Linked DNA regions of Mus musculus: all the other regions are linked to region 3. A link is a contact called in public ChIA-PET, Hi-C and promoter capture Hi-C data. All regions are on one chromosome and are shown on one strand. Each heading gives the region's core, a stretch centred on a gene start, on an enhancer-like site or on the middle of the called end of the contact. The rest is flanking DNA. Distances are from core to core; before and after follow the strand shown.

The links. Promoter capture Hi-C pulls out the DNA fragments that hold promoters and counts their contacts. Hi-C and Micro-C count contacts between places; a contact is called where the count stands out from the background. ChIA-PET counts read pairs in DNA pulled down with a chosen protein or histone mark.
Region 1: a promoter capture Hi-C map of cranial neural crest shows a contact between it and region 3. The contact joins the enhancer-like site here to the promoter of Nol10 in region 3. A contact is called at or near these places in 12 of 39 promoter capture datasets (the 3T3-L1 cell line, the C10 cell line, the HPC-7 cell line and 7 more).
Region 2: a Hi-C map of embryonic fibroblasts shows a contact between it and region 3, with 4 times the contacts expected there. The contact joins the enhancer-like site here to the promoter of Nol10 in region 3. A contact is called at or near these places in 20 of 39 promoter capture datasets (the 3T3-L1 cell line, 3T3-L1-derived adipocytes, the C10 cell line and 11 more), 1 of 15 datasets of contacts at CTCF or cohesin (pro-B cells), 26 of 484 Hi-C or Micro-C datasets (3T3-L1-derived adipocytes, B cells, the Ba/F3 cell line and 18 more), 3 of 115 datasets of contacts at active chromatin or transcription factors (the HPC-7 cell line, astrocytes and large pre-B cells) and 1 of 9 other capture datasets (embryonic stem cells).
Region 4: a contact with region 3 is called in an RNA polymerase II ChIA-PET map of effector CD8 T cells, with 9 read pairs. The contact joins the enhancer-like site here to the promoter of Nol10 in region 3. A contact is called at or near these places in 7 of 39 promoter capture datasets (the 3T3-L1 cell line, the HPC-7 cell line, cranial neural crest and 3 more), 2 of 115 datasets of contacts at active chromatin or transcription factors (effector CD8 T cells and memory CD8 T cells) and 1 of 9 other capture datasets (liver).

The regions. Positions count from the first base shown.
Region 1 is chr12:16,953,260-16,958,829 of GRCm38.p6, reverse strand. It overlaps Rock2 (Rho-associated coiled-coil containing protein kinase 2), which reads right to left. Exons shown (of 33, transcript NM_009072.2): 9 at 5,410-5,569; 10 at 3,863-3,923; 11 at 3,149-3,160; 12 at 1,525-1,604; 13 at 1,321-1,369; 14 at 576-711; 15 at 399-490; 16 at 1-202. Among named protein-coding and RNA genes, the nearest start is that of Gm22303, 16 kb to the right of the region's middle. Within about 2 kb of position 3,964, at least 10 of the 459 cell types and tissues checked have an H3K27ac peak or open chromatin away from gene starts, as enhancers often do.
Region 2 is chr12:17,039,073-17,044,812 of GRCm38.p6, reverse strand. No RefSeq gene overlaps it. Among named protein-coding and RNA genes, the nearest start is that of 2410004P03Rik, 30 kb to the right of the region's middle. Within about 2 kb of position 4,067, at least 34 of the 459 cell types and tissues checked have an H3K27ac peak or open chromatin away from gene starts, as enhancers often do. A contact at or near this core is called in the C2C12 cell line, the HL-1 cell line, embryonic fibroblasts and 2 more, where this site is marked.
Region 3 is chr12:17,345,189-17,350,613 of GRCm38.p6, reverse strand. Nol10 (nucleolar protein 10) reads right to left here and starts at 2,121. Exons shown (of 21, transcript NM_001008421.1): 1 at 1,995-2,121; 2 at 53-98. The coding sequence starts at 2,060. It overlaps Gm46336 (a long non-coding RNA gene), which reads left to right and starts at 2,212. Exons shown (of 2, transcript XR_001780553.2): 1 at 2,212-2,332.
Region 4 is chr12:17,713,970-17,719,387 of GRCm38.p6, reverse strand. All of the region lies in intron 1 of Hpcal1 (hippocalcin-like 1), which reads right to left. It overlaps Gm40842 (a long non-coding RNA gene), which reads right to left. Exons shown (of 3, transcript XR_001780564.2): 2 at 825-5,418; 3 at 1-642. Among named protein-coding and RNA genes, the nearest start is that of Gm40842, 5.3 kb to the right of the region's middle. Within about 2 kb of position 3,472, at least 88 of the 459 cell types and tissues checked have an H3K27ac peak or open chromatin away from gene starts, as enhancers often do. A contact at or near this core is called in the HPC-7 cell line, effector CD8 T cells, hematopoietic stem and progenitor cells and 1 more, where this site is marked.

The DNA.
Region 1 (5,570 bases), core at 2,715-5,214, 390 kb after region 3:
TTTCAGATTCTAAAGCTGACTGAAGATTGATAAATTCCTTTTCAAGTTTTAACTTGGCAGTCTCAAGCAGGCAGTTTTTATCTTGTAGATCTCTATTGTTAGATTCCAGCTGCTGAATCTGTTTGGAACTTTCTGCCTGGGTTTTTCTTAACCGTGCTGCAGTATCAGACTCTGTTCTCAGCAAAGCATTAGCTTCATCCAGCTGATATCCAATTCAAAAGCAAACAGATAATCACAGATATAACAAAAATACATCAATTTATTGACTTGTTACAAGCTGCTTAAATAAGAAACTCAAAGCGTTTCCCTAGGCATCATCTCCTTAAGAGCTAAGGGCTTTGCAGCACACACACTGACAGACGTGGATAACTTAGCACTTTCCACACAGACCAACCTACTTGTTTCTGGAGCTGATTGACCTTCTCAGTGGATATCTGAGAGCTCTGGTTCCTTTTCTTCAGATCTTCAAGTTGATCTTTTAAGCTGTTAACTATAAAACAAAGCATTTTAGCTACAAGCATCGATATAACAGATATATTCAATATTTTTCTTCTTAAACAATTTATATCACAAACCATCATTTTCCAAGTTCCGCTTCTTGTCGGCTTCATGATCAGCTTTCCGCTGATACTCTGCATTTTTGTGCTGAAGAAGGGCCTTTTCTCTTTCCAGCTGTCTTAATGTTGATTCCACACTTTTCCGTAAGGTAATCTGAAATAACACCAAATATTATTATCAAAACAAAATATGCAGAGAAATCAACCAAAATATATCAGTAATCTCAAACACATAAAAGAAAAGACCTAAAAGGCCATCACTGTTTTGTTAAAATTGTAATGTTCTCCATATTTGCAAATTTATTATATTAACAGTTAAGCTTTCTGCAACTTTCTATCACTAACAAACCATCACTACTTAATCCCATGGACCTAAAATGTTACTAATATCAAACATTTTTATAAAAAGAATTACTTCTTTTTAAAGTATATCAGCCACTTTTATCATCATACAAAAGCAAGTTTTCTTTTAAATTAACTTTTAAGTTAGTATATAAAGTAAAGGTTTCATTATGGCATTTTCAGACATATATACATCATAATTTTTTTTTAAATCTTGAAATACCTACATACTAAATTAACTCAAACTGATAAAACAAGTCTAGGTAAGAGAAGTCACCTTACAGTAATTTCCATCTTGTTCATCTATGACACAGATAGGTTTTACCAATATGAACTGCATAATACTCTGAGAACCTTATATTTATGTGGGTATCTAAGATTTTACTAACAAAAATGTTAATAAAGCACAGAAATTTTTTACCTCTTCTTCTAGCTCCTTTGCTGTTTTCTCTAGGCGAGTATTAATAGATCTAAAGAATTTTAAAAAGCAACAGTAAATAAAATAATACTAATTTATAATAAAGCAGTCTACTAATTAAGGAAGTGCTTATATAATTAATCTATGCTTTTCATTTTCAGGACTGTATTTACACTTCAGTTAAAAATGCACTGCCTGACAGCATACTTGCACTTCTGTTCCAGCTCCTCCTTGGCTTGCACCTCACTGCTAAGGTGTTCTTCTAGTGCATATAATTTTTTCTGAATCTGTCAAAAAATAAGAAATTCTAAGTTTCAGTCACAATGATGAGAAGCTTCAAGAAAACAATGATATTCTTCTGCTGTCCCCACTTACTAGAGTCCTCTCTAAGAACATAGGATTTGTACTTGCTGACTGTGACTTTGACTCAGAGGGAACGCTCCCTCGCCTCCTGCTCTCCCATTCACAGCACACGTACAGAATAAACACATTTACAGGAATAAACTCTTTTGTGTTCCTTACACTACTATGAAGAAAGATTAAATGAATCTTGAGTAAATGATAGCTAATTACATTTCAAATCCTTTTCCTTAGTTTTTAATTAGGTACATTTTAAAGCAAGTTAAACTGATTTAAAAAAAACTATTAAATAATAATACATCATTTAAAATATTCCTCTTTTTAAAAAAATGTACTATTATCTTTTAAATGTATGAGTGTACCTGCATGAATTTACAAGTGTTGCCCATTAACAAGAACAAAATGCATAAGACAGTGTCTTCTAGATGTGGTGTCACATGCTGTTAAAGCACTCAGGAGGCAAAGGAAAGAGGATCTTTCTGGAAGGTCAAGGCCAGCCTGCTCTATATAATGAGTTCCAGTCCTAATAATAATAACAACAACAACAACAATAATAATAGTAACACCAACAACAATGGTAGTAGTGTGATATCCACTTCAATAACTGAAATTCAAAAGGATGAATACTCTCAGGCCAAGGCAACAATGACACCAAAGCCAAAGTTCTAAAGAGTATGCGTCTTAAATATTAAATTCATCTTAAAAACAACCAACAATTCCTCTATTGTCCCCAAACAAGTATAGGTCAAGAGCTATTGAGATGGCTCAGCCAGTAAGATGCTTACTGCACAAGCATGAGGAACTGAGTAACACACACATAAAGTCAGGGTTTGGTAATGCCCAGCCTTAGAGGTTGAGGCAGGTAGAAATCAACCTGGACTCGATGGTAAGCTCTAGGTCAGCCAAGCCTACAAAGCAAGTCATTTCCAAAACAAAATAAAACACCAACCAACCAACCAACCAACTAAAACAAAACAACAACAAAATCAAGTGTGAATCTCTAACTCCAGTGCTTGGGGTGGGGGTGGGGAGTTTGGTGGAAAATATGGCAGAGACAAGCAGATCCCTGGGGCTTGCTGGTCATCCAATCTGACTTATCTTTGAGTTCCAGGTACAATTGAGACACTTTCTGAAAGGAGGGAAGGGGAGGGGAGAAAAAACTATATATATATATATATATTTTTTTTTTAAAGAAAATACAGACTAATGAGCTTGTCAAGGTAAGTACTTTGGTTGTTTGATTGCTGTAATATTCTGAACATACTGTTACATGTCCTTGATAAATAAAGACAAAAATATTACATAACTCATATTTTAAACAACAGACTCATAAGAAAAATAATAAAAGGGTACTTGGTAGGAAAAAGGATGGGAAGTCTCTTGGGTAGGTGCAGTACTCCAAATGGGAAGCAGACTATGACTAGATTAAAACATGACTTTTTCCTCCTTTTCGGTGTATTTGATAACGTACCTCCTGACTTTCCTATTCAGAAAAAGGAAGGAAAGAAAACATTTCAATGCTTGTTATATTTTATAAAAGTCTCATATAAAAGACACATAAAAGTACTTATAAAAGACATACAATGTATACCATTCCAAAATTACCTAACAGGTTTTTCTACCTTTCATTACATGTGAAGAAATATTTACATATGATTTAGCTTTGTATGTAGTCACAAATTATTTTAATGCTTTGAGTCACTGTTCTTTATATACACTCGTAAACAGGAACTCAGAATTTTAACCTCTCCCCTAGTTATGTGCCCCATTGCTTATACTCTTTTACCACACTAAGATCATAATGTCTTCTAGCTGGAATTACAGCTAGTTTTAAATCTATCATTCCTAATAATGAATGAAGCTAAAAGCACATATTCGCATAAGGAGTATCAAGTGAGCTTTTAAAATCACTGGTATGATGGCGCTGGAAACATGGTCCAGTAGTTAAGAGCACTGGTCTACAGATGATCTAGATTCAGTTCCCAAAATCAACTTGGTGGAACCGACTACAAGTCCAGAGGCTCCAACCCTCCCTTCTGACCTCCACAACACTGCATGCACTTGATGAACAGATATTAATACAAGCAAAACACTTGTACACAAAAATAATTAAAAATCAAAATAGTGGTGTAAGTATTTGAACATGTTACTAAAGTAAATAAAACAGTAAAAAATGTATACATACTTCACTTTTCCTTGTTTGTATTGCATCATTTTCTCTACAAGGTGGAGAGTCACTTAATAACCTGGAAGGACAGAAGGAGAGATTCTTTTCATTACACTTTAATCCATTTAATCACATTAATCAAGCTACTTTCAGACCATGAGCATTCTAAGTGAAGCACTAATTCTGCTCTCTGCCTCTCCAAAGAAACCAGTCTTAACTATGTTAGGACTAGACTCACAACACAGACCTCTTCATCCCACTTGAGCTTCTATAATGACTATATTCTATAATTTCTTTTAGAAAGGAACAGCTCTTCTTCTTTTTGCAAAGATAACATATGAGTTTGGTATCATAATTTAAATAACTCAGTAATCTTTCCCCCCCCGAGACAGGGTTTGTGTAGGCCTGGCTTTCCTGGAACTTGCTCTGTAGACCAGGCTGGCCTCAAAGTAACAGATATTCATCCTGCCTCTGCCTCCCGAGTGCTGGGTTAAAGGCGTGTGCTGCCACCACCCAGTGAAACTTTACATTTTTTTACACTCAAGTTATTGTGTGTGTTCATGTACACAAACACCAGGAGATACATGTAGACATCAGAGGACAATCTGTGGGAGTCGGTCTTCTCTTTTCACCATGTGAGTCATCAGGCTTGGCAGCAAAGCCCCTATCTACTAAGCCATCTTCTTAGCCCCTAAGTCATCTTTTTGATATAACTGTCAATTTCTCTTTCAGTTTTGTCCTTCCCACCATCTATAAACATGGATAAGTTTCCTTTATCCCTGACACTTTTTAAAAAAAACACATACTGTTTAATTGATGCCTAAATGTTAGTCTGTGCACCACATGCATGCTTGCTGTCCATGGAGGCCAGAAGAGTGCTTCGGATCTCCTGGAACTGGAATTACAGATGGTGGTGAGCTGTCATGTGGGTGCTGGAAATCAAACCTGGGTCCCCCAGAAGAGCAGCCAGGGCTCTTAAACACTGAGACATCTCTCCAGTCCAATACCCTTATTTTATTCAGAACTCAAAATAGGTTTAGAATATTATAATTTAAGGAAGGTGACTAATCCAACTTCACTTGCCTAAGATTTTCCTGGTTTTGTTATCTCATCCTAGGAAACACCTAAACCTGGAGAGATTGGGACAGCTGGTCACTCTCATCATGATATGTGAGTGTACCAAGAAGTTTCTCAAACACTTATAACATTTGATTCCAATATTTAACAGTTTTCAGTGGCTTCTCCTTGCTTACCAGTCAAAACTCCCTCAGAAGAACATCCACTGTGATAATCTGTTTAAAGGCAAATCACATTCTACCTTTCTTTATAATTCTGTGATTCTCTTATATTCTTCATGAGATAATAAACTCCATCAAAGTCAAGTATTTGTTCTTACTGCATATCTTCAAAAGAATATAGGACAGTGCCTTTCAATCATTTGTAAATGAATAAAATGTAACATTCAAACTTCAAATGATGAAATAAAATTAAAAGGAGTCCGTTAAGAAAAAACTTGACAGCTAGGCTATGCTGTAACAATAAAATTTAACAAATAAATCACATACAAATTTTCTCTAAAGTAGGTAAATCCTATAAAAGGCAGCTGATTTCCCACAAAAGCTTTAGGAATCGGGAAGGTCTCTACATCGCCTTTGTCATCCTCAATGTCGTCAAAGTTGCTGCTGTCTATGTCACTGCTGAGCTCAGGTACCACTGGAGCTGCCGC
Region 2 (5,740 bases), core at 2,818-5,317, 310 kb after region 3:
TGTTCCTACATCTCAGCAGCCTCCTGATTATTTGATGAGTTACGGAAGATCTCTGACATATGTTCACTCTTGATTTCCATGACAGTTCATATCATGCACTCTTTAGAACACACACCAGGAAGCTTTGACTCAATTGTCGGAAAACTCTGACTCAACTGGCTCCAGGGGGAACAGGATCTATTACCCGGTGCATCAATCCGCTCAAAGGAGGCTTACTTGGGGTGACTAACCTAGGACATGGAGAGCCAAGGGTCTTCCTGTCCCCTTTCCCTTGCTCGGTTTGGCTACAGTGTGGGCATGGCTTTTCCCTAGAGAAAAGTTGGTTGCTACAGTCTGACTTCTTAAGTAGGAGTGACATCAAAAGCAAGGTCAACAAGTGTCTGCCTTCCCAGGCATCCTAGTGACTCATCTATTGCTGTGATTAAGACACTATGGCCAAAGCAATGTAGAAAGCAAAGTATTTCATTTGGGAGCTTACAGCTTCACAGCCTAGATAGAGTTCATGACCATCATGAAGCATGGCAGCAAGCAGGCTTACATCTTGGTTTATAAGTATGAGGCAGAGAGAACTAACTGGAAATCCTATTGGCTTTTGAAACCTCAAACCCCCCCAGCGACACAATTTGTCAACAAAGGCATACCTCTTAATCCTTCCCATACAGTTCCACCAACTGGGGACCAAATATTCAAATACATGAGCCCATGGGGCTCTCTCATCCCAAGCACCACACCAGATATCTCTTTTTATGAACAATATCTCCTTTGCTCCTCATTCACAATTGCCAGTAGGTGTCTACCTCTAAGCAAGCTCACTACTGTGAGGGGCCGATGTTGGAGTAACAGGTCCAGCGGGTCATGCAGCCACACCACAGAGGGGGCCACCTGCACAAATGATGCACTGGATGGAGAGACAAAGGGTTTAATCATCACCCACAGTGTTGGAGATGAGTCTCCGTTAAAACTCAGCCCCACACCAGGTCAGCATCTTATAGACCTTATAGATCACCTCCTATATCAGATCTCCTCCCCTTCCTACCTTGCATACTCCCCAACCATGACCTAGTGGCACACACAGCCACCTTCCACACACTAGTCTGTGCATTCTGCTTTAAACGCTCCTGAGAGAGGCCTTTGGGTACCGAGGAGGCAAGAGAGTTTGTAGAACAATTGCTCTCTTGCACCCCCTATCATGGTGGGAACCAGTAGCTCCCTCCCTCTGCCTAACAGCCTCGGGCAGGCTGTCTTCTGCATTTCCAAACCTCTGGCTCTCTTCATCCTCACCCTGCCCTCATCCATCACTACCCTTCATTTAGCCACAGCAGGGGGTGGAGGTCTAACAGAGGTGGGGCTTTCCAAGTCGGGGTTGGGTTGTAGCTTCCTTTAACAGACATGGCAGCCCCTCTCCCCTTCTCTCTCTTTAGCACATACACAAACCATCTGCTTCTAGCGGGGCATGGGACCATCTTGGGAACAGATTTAAGAGAGTGGCTTAAGAGTATACATCACAAAGTAGTACAGCCAGTGACCTCTAGTGAGAAGCCCCTGGGTGGAGGGTAGACAGGCATCTTCCTGGCTAAAGTAAACTTGACTCACAGGGGTGTGTGTTGGGGGGGGGGGGGACTCTAGGTTAGGGAGAACCCAGCTCTGTGATGAGTGAGCTACAGGTAAACCCACCCATGCATGAGTGTTGATTTTACACAGAAGCCTAGGTGTGAACATGAACAGTGCCAACAGGTGTGTGTGTGTGTGTGTGTGTGTGTGTGTGTGTGTGTGTGTGTGTGTGTGTGTCATCCTGACCCTTCAGCACTCCAGGGCAGAAGCAAAGACACAAGAGAAGAATGACTACCAAGCCCATTCCTCATAGGCATAGGGGCGGCAGCAAATGGAAATCTACAGATGTGCTCCCCTCTCAAGACTGCAGGGCTGGAAAGCTGCTTGTGGGGCGACTGGCAGCCTTTGACATGCCTCTTCAAACTTCAGTCCTTCCAAACAAATCATGTGCAGAAAGTTGGACAAGGTCAAGAGCTCGTCACCCTCATCACAAGCATCACCATCATCACCTTCATCATCACCGTCATTAGAGCTCTTAAATGGCCCTAGCACGCACACTCACTCTAGACTGGCAGCCTTCAAACATTTTAAAACAGTGATGCATAAGGATGTTGGCCTGCATGTGTGTCTGGGTATCCCATGAGCACTTGGTACCTGCCAAGGACAGAAAAGGACATCAGAACCTCGGGCTCCTCCTAGCAGCCATAAGCAGCACACATTTTAAACTGCGTGTATGTGTGTGGGTACACATTCGCATGTGTACACTTTTGCAGAGGTGCACATGGAAGCCAGAGGGCGATGCCAGGTCATCAACAATCATTCTCCACATTATTCTTTGAGACAGGGTCTCTCACTGGTTTACTAACTGGACATGGAGCTCCCATGAGCTCCCTGTCTGCCCTGCTCCCAAGCCCTGAGGTTCTGGGCATAGTGTGTTATATCCATCTTGTATGTGGGTGGGTGGCTGCTGGGGATGGAGCCCAGGTCTTCATGCTTATTTAGCAAATATTTCGTTTCCTGAGCCATATTTTTGTTTTATTTTGTTTTGTTTTTTCTCAAGACAGGTTTGTATGTGTGTATGTGGTCCTGGAACTCATTCTGTAGACTAGACTGGCCTCAAATTCAGAGATTCACTTGCCTCTGTGTCCCAAGCACTGGGATTAAAGGCATGTGCTACCATACCTGGCTTGATGGAGCTACCTTGCCACTAATAAAGCTAATAAAAATATTAGCCAGTATCTTGGCTAATAAAGAAAGAATTAGAAGTTTGTAAAGTAATTGCCTGAGAGCCTAGAGCTGGTGGCTGGCAATGTTTGCACATAGTCTCACTGTAAAGTCAGGCTCTTCCAGCTGTCATCCTCAGTACTGTCACATTGGATTTGTGACAATATTTCACATCACCGGGCCTCACAGGGCATACCTGCAACTCAAGAGGACAAGGCAGGAGGCTCAGTCACACCTGGGAATCTGAAATCAGCCTAGGCAATGTGATAAAAAGCCCTTCTCTCCAGATTTCACTCCTGTTGCTGGTATTTAAAAGTCCATCACTGCAGTGAAGTCAACCCAACAGGAGCTTGAAGCAGCTGGTCACATTACATCCACACACAGTCAAGAGCAGAGAGAGAACCCCACAGGTACCTGCTAACTTGCTTGCATGCACACAGACAATTCATCCACTCTGACACAGTTCAGCAACCCCTGTAGGCCGAGTCTTTCTACATCAATTAGCTTAATTAAGTCATTCCCCTACAGACATACCTACAGGCCAATCCAATGTGATAATTCCTCGCTAAGACTCTCTTCCCAATGATTCTAGGTTGTGTCAAACTGACAAAAATGAACATCAGGGGCTGGAGAGATGGCTCAGTGGTTAAAGGCATGAATAGCTCTTCCGCAAGACTTAAGTTTGATCGCAGCACCCCTGTAAGGAGTTCAGTATCTTTAGTTCCAGGGGTTCAAACAACCTCTTCTGGCCTCTGCAGGTACACACATATGCATGTATGCATAAATAAGAATAAATATTAAATAAATACAAAGAAAGCTGACCTTCACACCTTCTCAAAACACAAAGCCTCCATGACCTTCCCTGCACTTTTTCTGACCCTGCCTACATCTTCATGGACAAATCTAAGTTTTACAGACATGCAGAAGAGCATCTAAAACAACAGACTACCCTGAATCACTCGACATCAATCATAGTTCCCAGGATGCGTGGACATTACATTTTATGGTGGAAAAAGTGCAGGTCTCCAAGCTGACGAATTCTATCTGACTTCTCAGCTTCTCGAGGAATTGTTCTGCTTGGCCTCAAACTAACTTTGGCAATCTGTCCTAACCTCCTGGATCCTTATTCTCTGCTCAGTCTGCTTTCCCTGTGTCTAGCTTGTTCTCTCTGCAACCTGTCTGTAAAACTGTCCTGGTAAAAAACTGCCTCCTCCCCCCCCACCACCACCCCCTGCCTGCTCTCTTTCCTGTCTGTTCTCATGGGAATTGGGTGTATCCTGTCTCTGACTCATTCCATCAAATCTTTCTCTGAGTCATCACTTTGTTTATCCCTCAATTAGAAGTCGCCTTCAAACAGGGCTTCTTCCTGCTACCAACTAACTCTACCTACATTGTTCAAGATTGCATGCCCTTGAAGGGAAAAGAACTCTCTGGGCTGGCTAATGGAGGAGAAACAGAGAAACTCAGATGTCTCCGAAGTTGGGACCAGCCAGGGGCTTTTTAACAGGAAACTTTTGAAGACTTAACATTCAGACACTTACTCCTAGAAGAAAAAAGAATTGTTATATGTTGTGCATCATAGAGCATTAGACCGTAATGCAGCCTAAGACAGAGCCACATGAAGAGAGTGATGTCCTAATATGAGCAGAACACAGAACAGGCATCTTGGTACCACCAATCTCAGAGCCAGGTGCCAGAGTCTGACTCCCACTTGGTAGACCTAAGACCCTTGTAGTTACTGCTAACAAGAACCCAAACATACCAACCCCAAGAGATGCAATGGAAAGCCAGTTTTTATGACTGAAAACATACTTGTATGTTGTGGTTTGAGTGATAGATGCTTCTCACAGGCTTATATGTTTGAACAATTGATCCACAGTTGGTGGCACTGTTTGGAGAGGTTATAGAAACTTTAGGAAGTAAAACTGTCCTGGGCTTTATAGCTTGGTCATCTAAGCATACCTTCTTCTCTCCTTTCTGTCTCTGTCTCTGTCTGTCTCTCTGTCTCTGTCTCTGTCTGCCTGTCTCTCTCTCTCTCCTCTCTCTCTCTCTCTCTCTCTCTCTCTCTCTTCTCTCTCTCTCTGTGTGTGTGTGTGTGTGTGTGTGTGTGTGTGTGTGTGTGTGTGTGCATGTGTGTGTGTGTGCGTGTGTGTGTCTCCAGGCTGAAGCCAATAGAGATGTCCACCAAAAATAACAGAACAGCTCTATGTTAAGAAGCAAGAGGTGCATTTTCAGAAGAGCTGATGGGTCTGTGAATCTAGATTTTCGGTGGCTGTCAGTTAAGATGTCACAAGTGTGGCAAGAGACTGCTGTATCTTGTTGGCTTGTGTCCACACTTACAATGAATAATGTCTTTGGACTCTTGGGTCATCTTTGCTAAACTCAAACTCTCAGATGGAAGTTGGAGCTTGTTTAAGCTCAAAGCATTTCCCCCAAGGAGTCCCAGCTCTGCTGAGTCATGTCTAGCCTGAGGATATTGTCTAAATGCAAATTTAAACTCCTTTTCTGAAGATACTCTTCATCTCTCTTAATGAAGTCGAAAATATCTTAACCTTGACTGCAGCTAGCCTACCCAGAACCCAGAACTTTGTACAGAAGAAAGTTCTCAGCAACTACAAAGAGGGGATAGAATATTAAGTGTGAATTAAGGCTATTGCTTGCTCTATGCAGCTTACATAAAGTATTCAAAGGATGGGAAGTGTTGTGTTGAAAGATCTCTATTTTTTCCTTTTGTTCTAAAGAAGTTATAGGCTTTCTGAGTTACATTTATTTATTTATTTATTTATTTATTTATTTAGTTAGTTAGTTAGTTAGTTAGTTAGTTAGTTAGTTATATGTGTGTGCAGGTGTGTGTATACCACATCACAGGGTCAGAGGTCACAGGACAACTCTACGGAGTGAGTTCTCTCCTCCCACATCTTTGTGGATCCTGGGGGTTCCATTCAGGTTACCAGTCTTGCACAAG
Region 3 (5,425 bases), core at 872-3,371:
TGAGGACACTGCCCACAGGCAGATGACAAGCTGGAGCACCCTGCATACTCACCGACATTCTTCTTCTGCAGTGCTCTCTTCTTCCTGTCAGAAAGCCACTACGAGAAAGCAGACAGTGCACTTTAAAACACACCTAAATTATCTTCCACATGCAAAATAATGTTCATTTGAGAAAATGTATGCTTACAGGAAATAATAAAATGAAAAGTAGGACTATTCTATAATCTTAACTCCATGATAACATATATTCTGGATTTTCACTTTTTTTTTTTTTTTTTAATGTATGTAAGTGCTCTGTCTGCATGTATGCCTGCATACCAGAAGAGGGCATCAGATCCCAGAATAAAGTATTTCCACCCACCATGTGGTTGCTGGGAATTGAACTCAGGATCTCTGGAAGAAGAGAAAGTGCTCTTAACCACTTCCCAGCTTTTTTTTAAGACTAATTTATTTTATATATGTGAGTACATTGTTGTTGTCTTCAGACACACCAGAAGCATCAGATCATATCAGAGACCGTTGCGAGCCACCATGTGTTTGCTAGGAATTGAACTCAGGACCTCTGGAAGAGTAGTCAGTAATCTAAGTGCTGAGCCATCTCTCCAGCCCTCATATTCTGGACTTTCTAAAAAATATATTTACATATACTAAACAATTTTAAAGCATCTGTTTTACAAAGAATTATAAAAGCATAAAATTAATCCATCTAAGCTAAGATAATGCAAACTCTTGAAATGATGGGTTTTAATTTCTATATGGAGTGAGTGCACCCAATGTGTGTGCATATTCCTGTGTTAAGATAGAGTCACACAATGTAAGCTCTGTCGCCCAGGCTGAACACAAGCTCACAAATGTCCTGTCTCAGCGCCCTAAGCACTGGGATTATAAACGTGTCTCTTTGCCAGCCAAATGTATTTCTTACAAAGAATAGAAACAGACCTATGACTGGCCTAATAGACGACCCTGGATAAGAAGTGGTTTTTACCAGCACATTCACTGGAAGCTGATTTTCTTCTACAGGCAACAGTTGAATGAACAGCAACCAAAGCACTAGTCAGTTATCGTGACACTGAGTGGCTGGGTCTCTACCGGGACAATTTTGCTTCCCAGATGGCTTATGGCAAGTCTTTACATTTTAGTCTGTCATCACAATTGGATCTTGTAGGTATGGACCAGGGATGCTGGCAAACAACACTAGCAACAAGACTTGTCCAGCTTAAAACGTCAATAAATTTGAGGTTAAATGCCCCCAATAGAAAAAAAAATCCTTTCTAAAAGGGAAAAGTCAATGTACTATTCTTACTAGTTATGGCAAAATAATCTCTAAACATGTGAACTCACCTCCCTAGACCCTAAGTATACACCAAGGCAGTCTGCATTTGGAACAGGATGAGACTTTAAACAGACTAAGGGTGAGCCACAGTCCTCCTCTCTGCAGTCTGTGACTGTATTGCTCTGACTGTTTTCAGGCAATAAGGTTTTTAATTAAAGCACGTGAGAGTAGTTTCTAAACAGTTAGCACGTTCTTACACGTGAACCCAATGCAGGCAAAACAACGGTCTTGTCTTAGGGTTTTTATAGTGTGATAAAATACCATGACCAAACGCATCTTGGGGAGAAAAGAGTTTATTTCAGCCACACTTCTACATCACGGTCCATCACTGAAGAAACTCAAACAGGGCAAGAACCTGGAGGCAGGTGTTTATGCAAAAGCCATGGAGCAGTACTGTTTACTGGCTTGCTGGGCCTGCTTTCTTATAGAACCCAGAGCCATAGCCCAGGAACGGCACCACCAAGGGCTGAGCTCTTCCCCATCAATCATTAAGAAAGTGTCCTACAGCTAGATCTTATGGGGGCATTTTCTCAATTGAGATTCCCTCCTTCCAGTTAACTCTAGCTTGTGTCAAGTTGACATAAAACCAGCCACCACGGTCAGCCGATGGTAAGTTAGAGATACACGCTCCCAGGGCGATGGCGAGGGGGCGAGAACTCACCTCGGGAAGAGACTTGCCGCAGCTGAGGCTGTAAATCTTCACTTCGTTGAGGCTGGAGACCTGCATCGCAGCGCGGAGCAGCCGGAGCCCGGCACGCAGTCACAGAACGCCGGCCCACCCGAATACCCTAGCATCCAAACCCGAGGCGAACCGGCACAACGTGCGGGAACTGGCGCGAGCTGATGACGCACTTCCTGGCTCCGGAAGTGCGCGCTCACTAGGCTGCCCCAGGGCGGAGGCACTAGAGGCGGCAAGAGCGGGTCCGGGGAGATGTGCTCTGGGGTTGGAAAAAGCGAAAATGAAAAGAAAAATCGTACGAGAAAGCATGAGATGGGGAAGTGAGTTTGAACCTGATATCGTTTGAGACTAGAATGTGACAGTTATAACCACTTACCATTTTTAGGAAGTTCTGTTGTCCACATCAGAGGCCTTGGGATGACTTTCTAACAGCAGAGGACCCTCGCCAGTCTTTCTCTATATCCTCTTCCAAACACATTATGAAAAGACGAGTCTGGGAAAGAGAGAATGGTTAAGTAATGCTTTCTCCAAAGTCATGTGAAACCACTATCAAACCCTGGCTCCAGTCGACTCTTTGATAGGCACTTACGCTCTCATAGTCAGGGTCCACTCAAGCCCTCTCGGCAACTACGGTCGGGTGCTTTCATCTTCATTTGCCCCTGGGCCATGGCTCACTAGTTCCTGCTGGCTTTGCAAAGGCTTGTACTCTGGTGGAAGCCTTTTCTTTCTGAGCAGAGCGATCTGCTACAGAACTTTTCTGTGCTGTTTCTCTATCAAGTAGTGTTGGCACAGTCCCCGGACTCCCAGGTCTTAAGATGGTGCCATGTAGACACCACTCAGACCACCTTGTGCTGAGTTGCAGGTCCCTGTCAGCCCCTTAAAGTTCAAACAGCTGCTTCACTCCTTTCTGGGACGACTGATCTTTCCTCTGGGATCACCCATAGATGTGCTCAAGAATTTTTGACTTAGGTGATTGAAACAGTACCTTCTTGTGCTCGTATTCCAAATTAGACTGAGGAATTGCCAATTCCCAAGCGAGGCACAGTGACCCCCACCTAAAATTCTAGTGTCTAAAAGACTGAGACTGGAGAATTACCAAGGCCTGGATTACAGTCTCAACAAAAATAAATAAATAAATAAATGTATAAAGAGGTTAGAATCCCAAAACTTAGCGTGTAATATCTCAACTCAATCAAAAGTTATTTTGTGTCTTCAAAACTAGAAAATTCTCTGGCCTCCAGACCTTAGTTGTGATCTATTTATCACCACAATTGCCTGCCAGCACCATGACTGCCTACTTCTAAAACCAGCTTCCTTAATTCACTGTTCCACCATGCACTTTTTATTAGCTCAATGCTGTCTTCATAGTCACCTTGGCTAAATCTGTAGAGTAGCCCGTTTCTGCCTCTGGTTCCCATATTGAAGATCTAAACCTTGGCATCTCTGTAGTATTAAAAAAGGGAAGAATGAAAAAGGCTGGGCATGGTGGTGTGTGCATCCAGTCTCAGCACTTCAGAGAAGGCAAAAGGATGAGGTGTTGAAGATAATACCTATATAGTGAATTCAAGGCCACCCTGGGCAGAAGGCTCAGTAGGTAAAGGTGCTTGCCACCATGCTTGATGACCTGAGTCCTTGGAACCCACATGACAGAAGTAGAGAACAGACTTCTGCCAATTATTCTCCAGCCTCCATATACCCTCAGTGGCATGTTCATGTCCATAGACAAATAAATAAATACATAAACATTTTAAAAGAAAAATCAAAGCAAGAACATTGGACAGTTTGTTGATGTGTTCTGTTTCTAATGTGGTTAAAGATCCTAGGCCATTTTGTTTCAGCTCAGTACTGTCTCCTGTAGCACCTAGATGTTTGAGCATTTGGTGTCATATCTGAAGGTTTGCTGTGCTGGACTTCAGAATACCTCCCATGCCCTTATACCCAAGTTCTACCTGTTTACCAAGACTCACCTGTTAAATATATTGCTCATTTTTCTGTTCTGTATGAATGTCATTAATAACAGATTTGGGTTTTTTTCTCTGACTGGTTTGCAATTATTTAAAATATCCTGCAACTTTGATAGTATTGAACTAAATGTAAGGCTGTTGTTTCTAAAGTTGGCTTTTTTCTATGGGGACTATAGTTCCCTTAAGATGGCAGTCCATTTGAAGTTAATAGGACTCATTTTACTTTGTTTTTATTATTTTAAAGTGTGTGTGTGAGTGTGTATTTGCACAGAAGTGCAGGTACCTACATCTAAAGACATTGGATCCCATGGAGCTGAAGTTACAGGTGGTTGTCAGGGTGCTGGGGACCAAAGTTGAGTCCTCTGGAAGAGCAGTAAATGCTCTTAACCATTGAGCCATTTCTCCCAACTCCAAAAATTGTCCTTTTTAAAGAACCTACAAGTCTTTATTCATCCTAGGATGGGTCTACTTTTATGTATTTGTCACTAAATATTAAATAATATATTAGAGCCTCTATATGTTGCCCAGCCTCACTAGGCAGCTAGGGACCTCAGCATCCTTGGATTATTGGGTACTTTGAAGCAAACCTATGATTAGCATCAAGGATTGTAGTTCTCTGAGCACCTCCCTCATCCTCAGTCAGTGACATCGGTATGGCCCCTGCCTGAGCCAATACAGGTGTGTAGGACCCTCGCAGTAAATACTTGTTGATAGATGAAACCATTGGTCACTCTGGCTGCTGTAACAAAACACCTCAGACTGGGTAGCTTATAAACAACAGAAAATTCTCAGAATTCTGAAGGCAAGTAAGTCAAAGTTCAGGGTACCCTCAGCTCTGGTCAGGACTGACTTCCTTCATGGGCATTTTCTCACTACTAAGAAAGACACATGGTAGAAAAGACCTTGAGCTTCCTAAAACCTACTTTATAAGAACTCCAGTTACAGCCTAGCAGTGTTGGCACACGCCTTTAATTCTAGCATTTGGGAGGCAGTGGCAGTCGGGTCTCTATGAGTTTGAGGCCAGCCTGGTCTACATAGCGAGTTCCAGGACAGCCAGGGCTACTCAGAGAAACCCTGTCTTAAAAACAAACAAAACAACAACAAACCCACAAAACATATTTATAAGAACTCCACCCTTAACCCTATCATCCCCCACTATAGTTTGAATATGAACTGTTATACTCCCTAAAATTGTTCATGTGTTGAACACTGATCCCCAGCTGATGATAATATTGAGAAGTGATTGGATTATAACAGCTCCAACTTGATCAACAGATACCTGAATAGGCTCTTAAGAGTTGGGGCCTGGGCTCAACAAGTAATAGCCCTTGTACCCAACCTGGTGATCTAATATTGATTCCCAGCACCCATATAGTGAAGGAGAGAGATAACTCTGGCAAGTTGTTCTGTGGCCTCCAAACACATGTGCACCCACCCCCATGCAAAGTA
Region 4 (5,418 bases), core at 2,223-4,722, 370 kb before region 3:
AATCTGTTCCCAGAGCCCAATGATGGTCAGCAATACCTTAATATAGATTAAGCCGCTCAGCTGCAAGCCACTGGTCCTCAGAGGGCAGACCCCAAGGTGCCATGAGGACACAGCCAGGGCCTTCGTGAGGACCTGCCTGCACTTGGTCCTTTTGGGAGACCCTGAAATCATAGCCTCTTTAGGCCAGATGGAGAAGGAGGCGAGGTCAGAGCCTTGCTCTAACGCCAGCCACAGGGTTATCCTCTGAGGGACAGACATGTGCCTCCAAGCTTCCTGGCAGGCTCAGGCTTTCCACAGGCACTGCTTCTTCATGAGTTGTCTTCCACATGTCGTCTGACTTTCTTCAGGGCAAGTCATCCCAGAGAGAATGAGAGGAGCTGGTGCTAGACCTCAACAGAGAGGCCTTGCCCAGCCTGGGTTCCACCCAAGGGTTGCAAGGAAATGAAATAAAAAAAAAAAAGTAAAGACCCAGCATAGCAGCTCCAGCCTTAGACCCTGGTGTCAGTGATGCCCCATTATCCTCTGTATTTTATTATTAAGGGTGAGGAATACACAAGGATTGCAGACATAGAGATGCAAAAGGAGGCAGCCTCCTTCGTGCTTGAGAATCAGATGTTCATCACAGCCACAGAAGAGACCCAGCTGCATATGACACAAGGAGAAGGGGAAATAATGCTTACAAAGCAGCATGTACCACCACCCCACAACCCTGCGACCCCATGACCACATGACCACACCCTATCACCCCCCACCCTACCCCATGACCCCACCTCCCTACTGCCCCCCAACCCCCCAGAACCCTCGATCACAGTGTCAACACTTACAAGACATAGAAACATCACTGAGTGCACCTTTCAGGAAAAAGACAAACACAATTATATCTAACACATAGACACAATGTTTCCCTTCAGGTTCTACATGTGTAGCAAGGAGACAAAACCCCATGTGTGAGCCTCTGACCTCCCTGGGCACAGGGCTTGCTGAGGAAGGAGAGTGAGCCAGGGAGCCTGCTCTGCTGGACAGTACTGGTCTCCACGGTACACTAAACAAGAATAAACCGAGGAGGAGGCACTGGTTTTGGCTGAAGCACACGCGCACATGTTTATATAATGTTCAGGTGCCCATGGAGGCTGGGTGACAGTGAGACGGTTTTATTCCTTTACAGCTGGGAGCAGCTTGAGGACACGAGTCCTATGTGCTCTGCTTCCAGAGAGCAGAACTCCTTAAATGGACAGACACAAATGGAGAGAGACACCTCGGCATGCTAATAGGGTCGAACAGGGCAATGATGAGAATTTGTAAAAACCGCATTTGTGTGTGTATTGATGTATATGTGTGTGTATGGGTACACACACCAAAGCACATGTGTGGAAGCCAGAGGACAACGTGAGGGAGTTAGTTCTTTCTTTATACCATGTGCTGTTCAGGGACCAAACTCAGGTTGTCGTACTCACAGGGAAGTGTCTTTATCTGCAGAGCCATCTTGCTGGCCATGGAGAAGGAGGGCCCTTTCGGGGGGTGGGGGTGGGGGGCTTTGCTTTCCTGTATTTTCTAGTCTTACCAAAATATGCAAGTTTGTGTGTAAAAACGGAATTAAATTTTTTTCTTCAAAAATCAAAACCAAGACCATGGTGGTGGTGAATTCTAGACCTAGGGGAGAAGAGGCAGGCAGATCTCTATAAGTTTAAGGCTAGCCTAGTCTATCTACATAGTAAGTTCCAGGCTGGCCAGAGTTATACAGTAAGACACTGTGTCAAAAAAATAAAAATGAAATAAAATCAAAACCAAAATGGCCAAGGTTGACCACCAGAACATATGGGCTTCAAGAGTGTGTGCTAAGAAATTCTCAACAGGAAAGCTGGGGCAGAGGTGAGAACAGGGCCTTGAGCACAGAAGCCACTGAACACAGGAAGCTCCCATTCTGGGTATATGGCCATGTGATGAACAGGAAGTCCCTGACCTGGATGTGTGGGCACAGGAGAAGCCATGTCCCAGTGCTGGCTCCCTTGACCTGAAACAGGCTAACTACCCCTCCCTAGAAAGCTCTTAGGAACCGGGGTGAGAGAGACACAAACCTCTGTCTCTGAGCTCAGGTACTGGCCAACCCTCTAGACTGATGATTTTCTTCACAGAGGAATCAGTCAATTTTAAAATGAGAAAATTCAGTCTACTATTCACAGTGCTCAGAAGGCTGAAGGAAGACCACGGACAGAGGCTAAGAGCAGGCTGGGCCTCTTACAACAGAGCTCAGGCAAGGACTAGCCCAAATAGTCCCCACATCCTGTGACCCTACAAACTCCCTCACAGCCCCTGGCTGAGATGCCTTCCTTGGCCACACCAGGCTTCTCTAAGCCATCATTGGCTGGGCCATAACCTGCCCCACTCCACCCACTCTGGCCTGCTAGCCTAGGGCTAGCAAGAACCTGCTGAATTAGTTGAACAACTCGACTCCACTCTATCTGATGACCTACCATTCACATTCACTCAAGTTCCTCACCCCTAACCTCCAGGGGTAGAGGGCTTGACTTGGTTATCTTCCATCTAAAGACCGACACAGGGAGAGACAGAGAGAGACAAGACACACAGGCACACACACACAACCACAGTCTGTCTCTGTTTCCCTCTCTCCCCTTTTCTTTGTCTCTCATTCCCTCGCTCTCTTTCCCTAGCCCATATCTTTGTATTGGAAGTTACACTAATCTCTCTCTCTCTTTCTCTCACACACACACACACACACATATACACACACACACACACACACAATGGAGATGACTCCTACCTACTGCAGTTGTCTCTTTTGAGGTGTAAACAAGTATCAGACCATTTTTCCTTTAGACAAAAACCTGGTGTCTTCAGGGTTTCTACTGCTGTGAAGAGACACCATGACTACAGCAACTCTTATAAAGGAGAGCATTTAATTGGGGCTTGCTTACAGTTTCAGACATTTAGTCCATTGCCACCATGGTGGGAAGGATGGCAGGCAGTGTGCAGGCAGACATAGTGCTAGAGAGGTAGCTGAGAGTTTTACATATTGATCTGCAGGTAGCAGGAAGTGACGATGACACTCTGGGCCCGGCTTAAGCATCTGAGACCTCAAAGCCCATCCCCAGTGACATACTTCCTTTAACAAGGCCACACCTCCTAAGAGTGCCACTCCCTATGAACCTATAGGGACCATTTTCTTTTAAATCATAACACTCAGGAGTTCCAGGGCCACAGCCTTACCCTTATCTCCCACCCCCTTTAGGGGGAAGCTTAGTGAAAAAAAGTTGGGGGGCCCAACATGGTCTTGCTGAGAAATACTGAGGGTGGGCATGGGGTGGCAGCTAGAGTTGAGAGAGGCCCCAAGAACATAAGACACCTCTTGGGGAGACACTGGCTGAGGACACTTAAATGGAAGGGAAGACAGTGGAGGCTCTGCCCCAACTCACTGTCATCTCCAAGAGTCACTTCCCCTCTGGGAACCACTGTGTCATCTTCTTCTGTCAAGGCAGGAAGGGTGGGGTTTGATAAGCAGGTCCAGCATTGAGTTCACAGAATGTCACTTCTGCTTCAGCATCTGTGGCTGAGGAACCCCGCGCCTGTTCTTAGAGTAGGACACAGTCCTTTGTACTGACACATGTAGGGCAAGGTAAAGGCCCCTTAAGTCTCTGCTGAATCCAGCCTTTTCCAGACCTGTACTGTTGGGGATGCTCCTTGTTTCGCATCAGACTCAGTCTCCCTCAGGCCTGTGGGAAGGATGGAGGCATCACAGGCTTCTTATTGGTGTCCTTCCTGATGCCAGGGAACAGGGCAGCATCTTGCTCCCAGCATCTGCTACTTCCATGTAGCTTGAGAGTGGATTCATGTGTTATTCTACCCCAAAGCCATGTCTGACTCCTCTTAGTGTGGCCCTTATCCACAGGGCTGAAGTGAGGAGTCAGTCCAAGGCCTAGCCAGAGCCCCAAAGCAGTAATGTGGCTCTTACCTGGCCCTCTACAGAGTTTCTGTTCTGGTAATTGTCGGGAGGCCAGCGCCAGGGACATCTCCCTGTCACAGGCCCTGGTCCCTCCCACATACCAGGTTCTTTGCTTGTCGATCATATCTCGAATGGCTCTCAAGGTTGTCACAGACCCAAGGCCACCCAACATGACCTAGGAATTCTTGAGCACATCCAAAATTATAAAGAATGGGTGCAGGTTTCAAGAACAATGGGTTAGACATGGAAGGGTCTAGAGGCTGTCCTGCTTAGTGTTCTCCACACTAAAGCTAAAGGTTTGTTTGTTTTGAACGAGACAGGGGCTCCTATAGCTCAGGTTAGCCTTGAACTCTCTACACGGCCAGGGATGACCTTGAACTTCTGATCAGCATGCCTCGACCTTTAATGCTGGGCTTTAACTACAGACACGCTCCAGCACAACTAGGTTTATATGATACTGAAGATCACCTGCAGGGCTTCATGCATGCCAGGCAAGCCTTCTAGCAGCTGAGTTCCATCCCCAGTCTGGGCTAAGGCCTGTATAATTAAACCTTCCTAAAATGTTAATAAAACACACACTGAGGTTCACAGCATGGACAGAGCCAATGAGCCCACTCAAATGAGCTGGTCCTCTGCAGCTCATCTGGGGTTGAGCATCAGTGTGATAATCCCACCCATGGCCACATTTCCAGGTCCATAGAAGACTACAAAGAATTTGTTAGGAGGAGGTAGGGAGCTGAGGGATGCCCTGAAGTCCTAAGAGGCAAATGAACCACCCTGAACAGAGGCAAAGCATCCAGGCTGATACACACATGGGAAGTCTCCAGGAACCCAAGTCCAGCACAGGGATACCAGCCAGTCTCAGAGTAGTGACTGGACTTTGCAGACAACTCTCCAAAGAGCGTTCTGAGGACTGTGTGCCACACGCAGGGCTGGAGAACAGCACTGGAGGCGACAGGAGGAAAAAGGGATATCCCTTGTCCCAAGAGAATAAAATAAGCTGTGACAGCAAGGGACAGGGAAGAGGGAAGTTTCCAGAAGCTGCTGATATGATACTCTGCAGGTGGTGAGATGAGAGGCTACACTTAACATACAAACTGCTCAGCCATGGGCAGCCAGTGGCTGGCCAAGCCAGGCATGGGCTGGGGACTCTGCATTTCCACAGAGACAGGCAGTTCTGTGTTTGGAGAACAGTGGCTTAGCCGGCATTAGTGGTGGGCAGGAAGCTAATTCCTAGAGAGAACAAGACAGGTATCCAAAAGAAGCCCAAGAAGAATTCCCTTCCTCAGGGTTAATGTTGGCTGATGCTTATTTAGGCAAACTATCACTTCCATGTGTAACAGGCTAAACTGAGCTCCCACACGTCAAGGTAATTTGCATAATTAGGTCTCCCAAACCACTTCATTGCCCGGGTGACCTACCATCTTGAATGGAGAACGTTTGGGTAGGAAAGTAACCCA